Linked DNA regions of Mus musculus: region 2 is linked to region 1. Evidence: chromatin contacts called from public HiChIP or PLAC-seq data. All regions are on one chromosome and are shown on one strand. Each heading gives the region's core, a stretch centred on a gene start, on an enhancer-like site or on the middle of the called end of the contact. The rest is flanking DNA. Distances are from core to core; before and after follow the strand shown. Region 1 has its middle 19 kb from the start of Gm4610. Region 2 overlaps Bcar3 (breast cancer anti-estrogen resistance 3).

What was found. HiChIP or PLAC-seq counts read pairs in DNA pulled down with a chosen protein or histone mark.
Region 2: a contact with region 1 is called in an H3K4me3 HiChIP or PLAC-seq map of the 230-238 cell line, with 27 read pairs. The contact joins two enhancer-like sites. A contact is called at or near these places in 6 of 39 promoter capture datasets (the C10 cell line, embryonic stem cells, liver and 1 more), 4 of 15 datasets of contacts at CTCF or cohesin (the NIH/3T3 cell line, large pre-B cells, pro-B cells and 1 more), 15 of 484 Hi-C or Micro-C datasets (the 4T1 cell line, the C10 cell line, Sertoli cells and 11 more) and 10 of 115 datasets of contacts at active chromatin or transcription factors (the 230-238 cell line, acute myeloid leukemia, differentiating embryonic stem cells and 5 more).

The regions. Positions count from the first base shown.
Region 1 is chr3:122,370,234-122,374,970 of GRCm38.p6, reverse strand. No RefSeq gene overlaps it. Among named protein-coding and RNA genes, the nearest start is that of Gm4610, 19 kb to the left of the region's middle. Within about 2 kb of position 2,795, at least 61 of the 459 cell types and tissues checked have an H3K27ac peak or open chromatin away from gene starts, as enhancers often do. A contact at or near this core is called in the 230-238 cell line, centroblasts, centrocytes and 1 more, where this site is marked.
Region 2 is chr3:122,459,582-122,464,348 of GRCm38.p6, reverse strand. The region is part of intron 3 of Bcar3 (breast cancer anti-estrogen resistance 3); the gene reads right to left. Among named protein-coding and RNA genes, the nearest start is that of Gm34349, 18 kb to the left of the region's middle. Within about 2 kb of position 2,873, at least 74 of the 459 cell types and tissues checked have an H3K27ac peak or open chromatin away from gene starts, as enhancers often do. A contact at or near this core is called in the 230-238 cell line, centroblasts, centrocytes and 1 more, where this site is marked.

The sequences.
Region 1 (4,737 bases), core at 1,546-4,045:
GCCCTGACTGCTTTTCCAGAGAGTCTGAGTTCAATTCCCAGCAATCACATGGTGGCTCACAACCGTATATAATGTGATCCAATGTCCTCTTCTGATGTGTCTAAAGACAGCTACAGTGTACTCATATACATGAAATGAATAAAATAAATCTGAAGAAGAAGGAGAAGGAGGAGGAGGAGGAGGAGGAGGAGGAGAAGAAGAAGAAAAAGAAGAAGAAGAAGGAGAGGGAGAGGGAGAGGGAGAGGGAGAGAGAGAGAGAGAGAGAGAGAGAGAGAGAGAGAGAGAGAGAGAGAGAGAGAGAGAGAAAGGAAGGAAGGAAGGAAGGAGGAAAGACAGACAGACCTATGTTCTGTTGGTGCAGTGAGGCTGTGTCTACAGCTCCCCTCCTACCTCCTGACCTGGGTGCCAGAGAACTCTCCTCTGAGAGGTACTTCAGATGAAGTTAAGATGTAAACCTCTTCTCTAAGATGGCCTCAGGAGGGGAAGGTATCAGAGACAAAGATGGCACAGGTCTCATGAAATGTCCCCTCCAAAGCCCAGATGTTTGTCTCCTTAGTGATTCTAGATCCTGTCAATCAATATTAAGCATGATACAGAGCATATTAATTTGATTGTAGTGTAATTTATTAGTTTTGTTGTTGTTGTTTGTTTGGTTTGGTTTTTTGTTTGTTTGGTTGGTTTTTGAGACAGGGTTTCTCTGTGTAGTCCTGGCTGTCCTGGAACTCACTCTGTAGACCAGGCTGGCCTTGAACTCAGAAATCCACCTGCCTCTGCCTCCCAAGTGCTGGGATTAAAGGCATGTACCACCACCGCCTGGCTCCTACATGAAAATTTTAACAACAAAAAATTCAAATAAGAAAAATTCAAGTCATCTATAAGGCCCATCTCCACACAGGGATATAACCACTTTAATACTATTACTTCAGTGGTTGCTGAGTTGCATAATAGGCCCGTGAAAGCTACACCCGAGGGTCTGTGGAAAGGGTCAGTGGGCACAGCATTTGCCATGCATGAAAACCTAAGTTTAAGCCCCGGAACCTGCATGAAGTCCACAAAGTTTTTCTCTGACCTCCACACATGTGTTGTGGCATGTACATACCCACCACCCCACCACGAGAATGATAAAAATAACAATAATGGTTACAATAACAATTTCCAAAATGAAAACTGCATCTGCCTGCGCCTTATCAATATAACCTTATTTGGACAAAGAATTATGATAGACATAATTAAGTTAAGATCTCCATGTGAGATCATCCAGGAATGGAGTGAACCCTAAACTACTAACACCCTTTTCAGAGAGGAGAAGGGGTAGTCGACAGGCATAGAGGAAGCCATGGGAAGATCAAGTACAGGTTGAAGTGACACCTGCCAACAGGGAAGAGCCCTTCTCTAGAGCTTTTGGGGGTGTGGCCCTGATGACACCTAGATTTGGAGCTTCTGGCTTCCAGAACTGTGAGAGAATAAATCCTCACTGCTTTAATTAACTCACCAAACACTATAGCTTCCATCGGCGGTGGGAAAGTTTCCAGGAAATAGCTTTGGAGACAGAGAGATGGTCCCAGGTGGGTCACTGGGGAGCACTCCCAGGTGGGTCACTGGGGAGCACTCCCAGAACCAATGCCTGCAAGGCTGTGAGAGAGGAGGCACTGAGAGGAGGGCAAGCATGAGTTGTGAAGCAGCCCCAAAGCTGGAATGCTAATTCAAAGTTGTCTGAAGTGGAGCCCCAGAACGCTGCATCAGACAGCTGTTGGGATGAGAGGAAACCTGCATAGGACAACCGCCTTCACATGAAAACAAGACCTCAGCAGGCACCACCCCAGCCTTCTTGCTGAAATGGATCGGGGACCATACCAGCATGTCCTAAGCTCCTCTCTGAGCACTTCTATACTCCTTCCTAGTGCAGCATCCAGTTCCAGGACTCAATCTCTAAAATACCTGTCCTTCACGTTTACCCACAATTTAAAGTAGACATCTACTGTCAAAGCATCAGTGAGTTTCACGTGCTAAGTTCTTTAGAACAAACTCCTTTTAAGAAAGCAGAACTATTTCATATGACTAAAGTGCCATGTGATTTTTTTTTTCCAGGAAAGCTGTCTTTCTATATATACCTCTCTCAGTTCCTCCAGATGTCTGCCTTGACACTAGCTTGCTTTGAACACATGCTGTGCCTTGCTTGCTGATCTCCCTGGACTGTTCTTACCAAGCCATACAGTTGATTACTCCTCTTACTTATCAGGATTTCACTCACTTCCCCTACTCCTGCTCTCTGGCAGCACCACGGACTTTCCACTGCAACTGTCCCTCCCTGCCGCTTCTTTTACTCCTGGCTCTGGCCGACAGTGGGTGTGCAATCTTTGGTGCTTTGTATGCAGTCCTGTCCTCTAATGCTTAGGATCTTGTGTGTACCCTGTGCCTTTGGTACACAGCAGAGAGTTGTATATTCATGCATAGCTTCTGTTTTTTAATAACTCGATGATTTACTGAGCAGTTGCATTTCTATATGTCTATGGCCTGTATTCTGCATGTCAAAACTGCTCCCCTAATACCTACAAGCCAGAACACCTCAGGGTATGGCTCCATCAGACACTCTATGTGGGGTCTGCAGTATCAGCCCTACAGAAATCCACGCCCACAGCCCCGCTGGCCAAACATTAAGTACTAGAGGAATTCTCTCAGTCACATTCAAAACATCACTGGAATGACCACTATAGAAGAATCCAGTTAGTATATGTAGATAGACTCTCTCAGGAAGCAGAGCTTACCTCTTCCCCTACCAACCCTGAGCATGGTTTGTTTCCAAGAAATACAGAACAGGAAGGGGGTGTGGAGTAACCAACCATGGAGAACCCTGGCACACCCTAGGAAGTCAGATGATCCTGGGCAACTTATGCCACAGTGAGTCCAACAGCATGGATCCTTGACAGAGCGATGTGAGAACCTCGCTGTGCCTCCAGGGTCTTCCAGCAAACACATCATTTTAGTTCAACCAAAGCACCAAGGGAAAACAGACTAGAGGGCTGGTCAGATGGCTCAGAACACCCAACACTCATATAAAAAGTCAGGCCCAGTGAAATGAGTCGGCTATCCCAGCATTGAGGAGACAGAGACAAGTGGATTCCCGGAGGAGCGGTTGAGTCAGTGAGTTCCTGACTCAGGGAAAACTGTCTCAAGAAATAAAGTGAAGAGTGACTGAGGAGGAGAGCTGGCAACAGCACCCTAACCTCTGTGCACATGCATTTGTACAACATGTGCACACACAGACATGCATACACATAGAGAGGTGGAGGGAGAGAGAGCGGGGTGGGGGGGGCAGATTAGCACTTGACCAGCATCTTTTGAAACTGCCAACGTTATTAAAACAAAGGAAAGTATGACACTGTCAGAAACAAGCCAGAGAAGGCTGGGGACGACTCAGGGCCGTGTGGCATCCTGGTGAGGTCCTGGGAGCAGAACAGGACCAGATCCAAGCATAGGGTTCTCATTGTGACAATGGTTATGGTTCCAGGGGACACACGTAAGGTGTTAACAACAGGGACACCAGGAGAGGAGGACACAGGAACTCTGCCTTATCTTTGCAACATATATAACATATATATGTATATATATATATTAACCTAAGAGAAGCACAACAATGATTTTATGCCAGGGGAAAGCCACCGGACCTGCTGGGCCCTTAAATCAATCTGTTTTTTTATCACCGAGATACAGATAGGAAGGAGGTTGAAAGGGAAAGCCACATAAGGTCAGGGACTCAGCTTCAAAAACATGGAAGATGTGTTATCACCTGAGGGGGGTGTGCACATAGAACATCTGTGGAAGCCTGTGTCTTAGATAAATAGACAGTAGATGTTGAAATTGAGCACCTCAGGTACTTCCTGGGGCCAAGCGTGTTCTCCCTCCTTGACACTGCATGGAGGGACAGATTCCAGAGGGAAGACTGAGGCCCACATTTCGGGCTTTCATGAGATCAGTCAAATCTGGGGGCTTCCTAACCAGCATCCCAAACACTCCCATTTAAGAGGGAGTCTTGTCTGAGTCCCACATCCCCACTGAGGGCCTCTTCCTCAATCACCTACTGCATCTCAGTAAAGAGAAGGAAGGCGGTAAGGCTTTGACACCAGACCCTACAGACCAAACAAAGGCATCCATGGTCCTCTGTGTGAGCATAAACTACAGGAGTGTTTCTGTTTATAGCCATGACAATGAGAAGTGATTGCCATTATCTTCCATGTGGTTTGCCTCAAAGGGGGGGGGGTGCATGGATATGTTTTGGGGTATACTGGATCTTCCCATCTGGGATACAATGCTTTGTAACTCTGGACATCTGCCACATGATGTACCTGTATTGCTGGCATGAGTCAGAGGAAAATAAGGCTGTAATAGATTGGCTTTGAAGTCACCAGAGGCCAAGGAGCAGAGTGATCTGGCCTGGGCTAACCTTTGAGGAGGTCATGTGGTATTCCGGGACAGTGGTGAAGCTTATGAATAAGAGGTGACAATGTCATATCTTTGAATGGGCCAACAGCACCAAAACTACCAAGTATAGAGGTTATGCATCCAGGTGTGGCAGGACCTCAGCAAAACAGGCAAAGCTAGCTGTGACCTCAGTTGAACTCTGAGCAAAACAGAACATCATGGCAGGTACAAAGAGCTGTTGCTGGGCCAGTCAGGGAGGTTACAGAGTACAGGGGATTTCACATGAGTGTGGCCCAGGCGGGTTCTGTGGGAAACCCT
Region 2 (4,767 bases), core at 1,624-4,123, 89 kb before region 1:
AGGTCACATGCCCAGGGTACTAGACGTTACATTTTCAATGTAGTTTTATCAGTGAACACAGTTTAACCCAAATTGAAATTATTGTAACAGCTTCAAGCCACTCAACGGTTCTATCTCAAAACCGTATAGGACAGGGGAAAGGTACAGGCCTGGGGACAGCAGGAGGGACAGGATGGTGGAGTTTAAAGAGGACAAGAGGACGGTTCAGGCCTGGGGACAGCAGGAGGGACGATGGTGGAATTTAAAGAGTAAGGAAGAGGACAGGATGACAAGAGGTTAGAAGCAGACTGACCCCAGGGGGGGTTTAGGCCCAACCATGGAGCAGAATCTAAAAGAAGCCACAGGCCTGATTCTTGCTTGTCTGTCAGTTTCCTAGTGACTTCTCCACCTTATGGAGTCTAGGTCAGTGGTCCTCAACCTGTGGGTTGAAACGCCTGTGACCTTTTCACAGGGGTCACAGATCAGATATCTTGCATATCAGATATTCACATTATAATTCATAACAGTAGCAAAATAACATTTATGAAGTAGCAAAGAAAATAATTTTATGGTTGGGGGTGGGGTGGGGGAAGAGTCACCACATGAGAAACTGCATTAAAGGGTCACAGCATTAGGAAGGTTGAGAACCACTGATCTAGGTAGTTTCAGAAAAGCCACCGTACGCCAGAGAGGGCTACCTGCACTTCAGCTTCACGGCCGAAGCTTGCGACAACTGTAAACTCCCAAGGAATCCATCTTTGCTTTATTGCATTCACTGGTTAGACCAGACCCTCGGGCTGCCCTGACAGAGGAGCGTCTGACCTGTGAAATCATCTACATAAGATCCAGTCAGAGCAGTCAGGCCTCAAACATCAGGATGTCCACGCACATCTCTTTATCCAGACAGAGCCGGCCGGATCAGCAAAGCTATGCTGCTCGAAGCCAGCCTGTCTGCCCTGCAGGATGCTGCTGATGTGGCAACGCATTGCATCTGTGAGATTGCAGGCCTGGCACAGGGACTCACAGCTTGGTCATGAGGCAAGATATGGGTGATCCAGGTGAGGCGACGTTGCACAATGGTGATGTCAGCATGAGCTGACAGAATTTTCTCTTGGAAGCCCGCAACACATCATCAGAGAGGCAGGCAGGGAGAGTGGAATCCCCAGGCTAAGGTAGGGCTCAGCAAGCCTCCCTGTGAAGGGTTCCGCTAGGCTATGCTGCCGCACCAGGAGAACACAAAAGCAGCCACAGGCAATACATAGTACAGGTCTATGGATCCCAATAAAACGTTAATACACCAAAATATGAATTCTGTATAATTTTGCTACTTTTTTGATTAAGGGAAAGAAACCCTTTAAACTAAAAAGGCCACTTTTAGCCAATGAAAACTTGGGGGGGGCTGTCAGAGGAGGGGGTGAGCCAGACTTGGCTTTGAGTGGGAGTTTCCTAACCCTTGCTCTAAACATAGCTTCAAACGCTCGCTGGGTGGTTGATTTACAATGGTGGTAACAAGGTTTCTACTTGGGACTCTCCTTCCTTCTCACAAGCTGACCAGCTTCTGGCAAGATCCCAGGCCCTCATGTGAACTTGAACTGCCCCCAGCTTCCCTTCCGTCACCTGCTCCATTCAAGTCCTGCCAGGATCTGCTGGCCTGCTTGAATAAAACGGCTTCTAATTCTCCCTCCAAATGGCCTCTGGCGACACCTGGCCTCCCCGTGGCCACTGCCACTCCCTGAGGTAAACACTCCATGTCAGCTTCCCCTCACCTCCCACCCCCCCACACGGTGAGTGCACAGGAGAGACTTGGAAAACATCTGAGGCATGAGTGAACCTCCACGGAGTCTCTAAGAGCACTGTCTCCATCTGCTGGGAGGTCTGTCCTCACGGAGCAGCCCATCTCAAACCGGAAACTTGCCCTATTGAGGTGGCAGTCCCCAAAGGCCAAAAGAGGAGATTTTCGTTTCCATTTAAAGGCCAGGCTAATTTGCATTCAGTACATGTCTCCCTTTTCAGTACAATCCTGTGAGCTTTGACAAATGATCAGTTGGGTAATTATTTCTACAATCAAAGACATTCCCCTGTCATACTCTCAAAGTTCCCTTGTAGAGGTACCCTCGCTTACCCCTTTCAACCATGGACTCATTTCTGTCACCAGAGATGTGATTAGAGCTGGTAGACTTTGAAAGATTTAAAAAAAAAAAATGTTGCGTGGTACACCAGTGGTTTTGCGCGTCTGCTTCTTTCTGTAGCTGAACGGTATGCCACCGTGTGGATCTCCATGGTTTGTTCATGGCTGAAGCAGACATTCGGGCTGTTTCTAATTCATCAGTGGTGAATGATATTAAATAATGTCATATATAAGCGTATACACAGAGACTTTCGTATGAAATATGTTTTGTGATATGTTTTTTTTTTAAGTATCCATATTTCTGTAAGCTCAAAGGATAAGAATCTGCTGGGTGAGGGACTGTTTTCTACCCTATTCGTCTGTCTGTCTGTCTTCCTACCCAGTGGCTGCAGTGTTCTACACTGTAGTAACACGAAACTTCCTAAGAATAGCGACAGGGCACATTGTGGGCAGAGTGGGCGAAACTGAACATGGGCCCAGAGTTAGCCTGCATTCTCGGCTGGCACCCGTTTGATCTGGTCCCACAGGGGACAGCGCGGGCTCTCTGCGGATGTGCACACTCAGGCAAAAAACCTGCAGAGCCAGCCAATTGGGCCATTATCTGGTTCATATAACTTGTTAGAATCTCACGGAATGTACAGCGTGCCATTGTCTCTGTGAGTCCCTTTCATGACTTTGTGAGCTGGCTAATTCAGAGCAGACTCGCCTGTTTTCCTGCTGGAAGAAAGCACTTCCCTCAAAGACAGCTATTTAGCCATGACCATGGCTGCAGCCATGTAGAGTACAAAAGGGAGCTGAGGCCCGGCTGCCCCCTCTTCTGCCCAAGCCTCCCACAGCCAGGCTGCTTATTTTCGGTGCTGGAGTTTGCATTATTGTTTCTCTTTTCATCTGCTGGGTGACCTGAGGTATCCCAATCCTACTACGGGAAATGGCCTCGCTGAGATCTGAGCCTTGGGCAGGCTAACTGTCTATAGGCTTAGAACCCTCTGGGAACAGGCATTAACCCCACAAAGGATGGCTTTCTGAGCCTCTCTGGACGCCCCTGGGCTCCAGAGGCCTTCATTCAGCACAATAGCTCCAGTGTCGTGACATTTCTTCTAACCTGCAAAGCAGGCTTGGCGATGGCAAGTTTTATTAAGGCTCACAAGTGGGCAACAAGAATCCGCCAAGGCTGACAGCTAGGAACCCAGCCAGGAACAAAGGCTGCATCCTGTCTTGATACTTCCTTAGGTGGTCCCTGAAGAGCAGGCTTTTGTCTTCTGGCCACATTGTGCTGTCCACAGCCTGGGCACTGGAGGACACTTGCCTCTTCATTGCTAACTTGGAAATGCAGGCAGCCCACACTTTCTGCTGCACCAAGCTTTCTAATTTACCTTCCTTAAAAAGTAATCTTTTAAGGGGTGGAAAGGTTGCTAAGAGCCAGAGGACCAGGGAGTCTGCTGTGAGATCCTCTCTCTTAGAAATGACAGGAATACTCATCCAAGATAATTCCACAATGTAGCTGCCTATACAAGACCCGAGCAATGGTGATGTCAACAGGCACAGTGCTGAGGAAGGGGGATAGCTCAGGAGACCCATGTCTACCATGTCTAGACAGAGAACTAACTACAGGCATCGATTGACGACTAACGGGGGGGGGGGGGGGGGGGATTAGCCTCCCAGGGAATGAGCACCCTAATTGGCTAGCTAATACACTGTGGTCGGCCCTAAAACCATATACACACAAACCATGCTGAACAAACCCAGCAGGCTATACTTATATATTTATGCATATGTGTATGTGTGTCTTTCGATAAAACTCAAAAGGAGGCCATCAGTTTGAGAGGGATTTGGGGCAGGGATGGGAGGGGTTGGGAAGAGGAGAAGAAAGGAAGCAATGTAATTATATACTATTTAAAATTTTAATCACAAAAGGAAGTTACACTAAAAAGAAAGAGGGGGCAGAGAGAGAGAGAAAGAAAGGGGGAAGGAAGGAAGGAAGGAAGGAAGGAGAGGAGAGGAGAGGAGAGGAGAGGAGAGGAGAGGAGAGGAGAGGAGAGGAGAGGAGAGGAGAGGAGAGGAGAGGAGAGGAGAGGAGAGGAGGGAGAGAGAGTAATATAAGCCTATGGAATTTAGTGCAAGAAGATGGGCTGACTATTGAAGCACACAAGAGTAGGTGTAAAATTAAGTTTATAAAGGGGTTACAAAAATGACCCAGGACTGAGATGGCTCAGCAGCAAAGGTGATTGCTGCCAACCCTGACAGCCTGAGTTTTAATCCCCAGGACCCATGAAACGTGGAAGGTGAGGACTGACTTCTGCAAGATATCCTGATTTCCACGCACACACAAAAATAAATAAATAGAATATAGATCATCTAGGAACAGCAGGAATATTTTTTATAAGTGCAACATAGTGGATCATAAAGTAAATAGACAGTGTGACTCTCCAGTCTTCGGAAGGGACCGAAGTGGTAGCTGATCATTGTCCATTACACCCTTGGTCCTGGTATCTGAGATACAACTTGGAATGCTTCCCGCCATCCAAACAATATGGCAATTTTATAATCAAGAGGGTGAGCATAAGCGGTAGAAGTGACACACACCTATAATATGGGCTCTCAGAAGGCTGAGGCAAAAGGATTACAAATGTCCAGCTTGCCAGCCTGGGCTACATAATGAC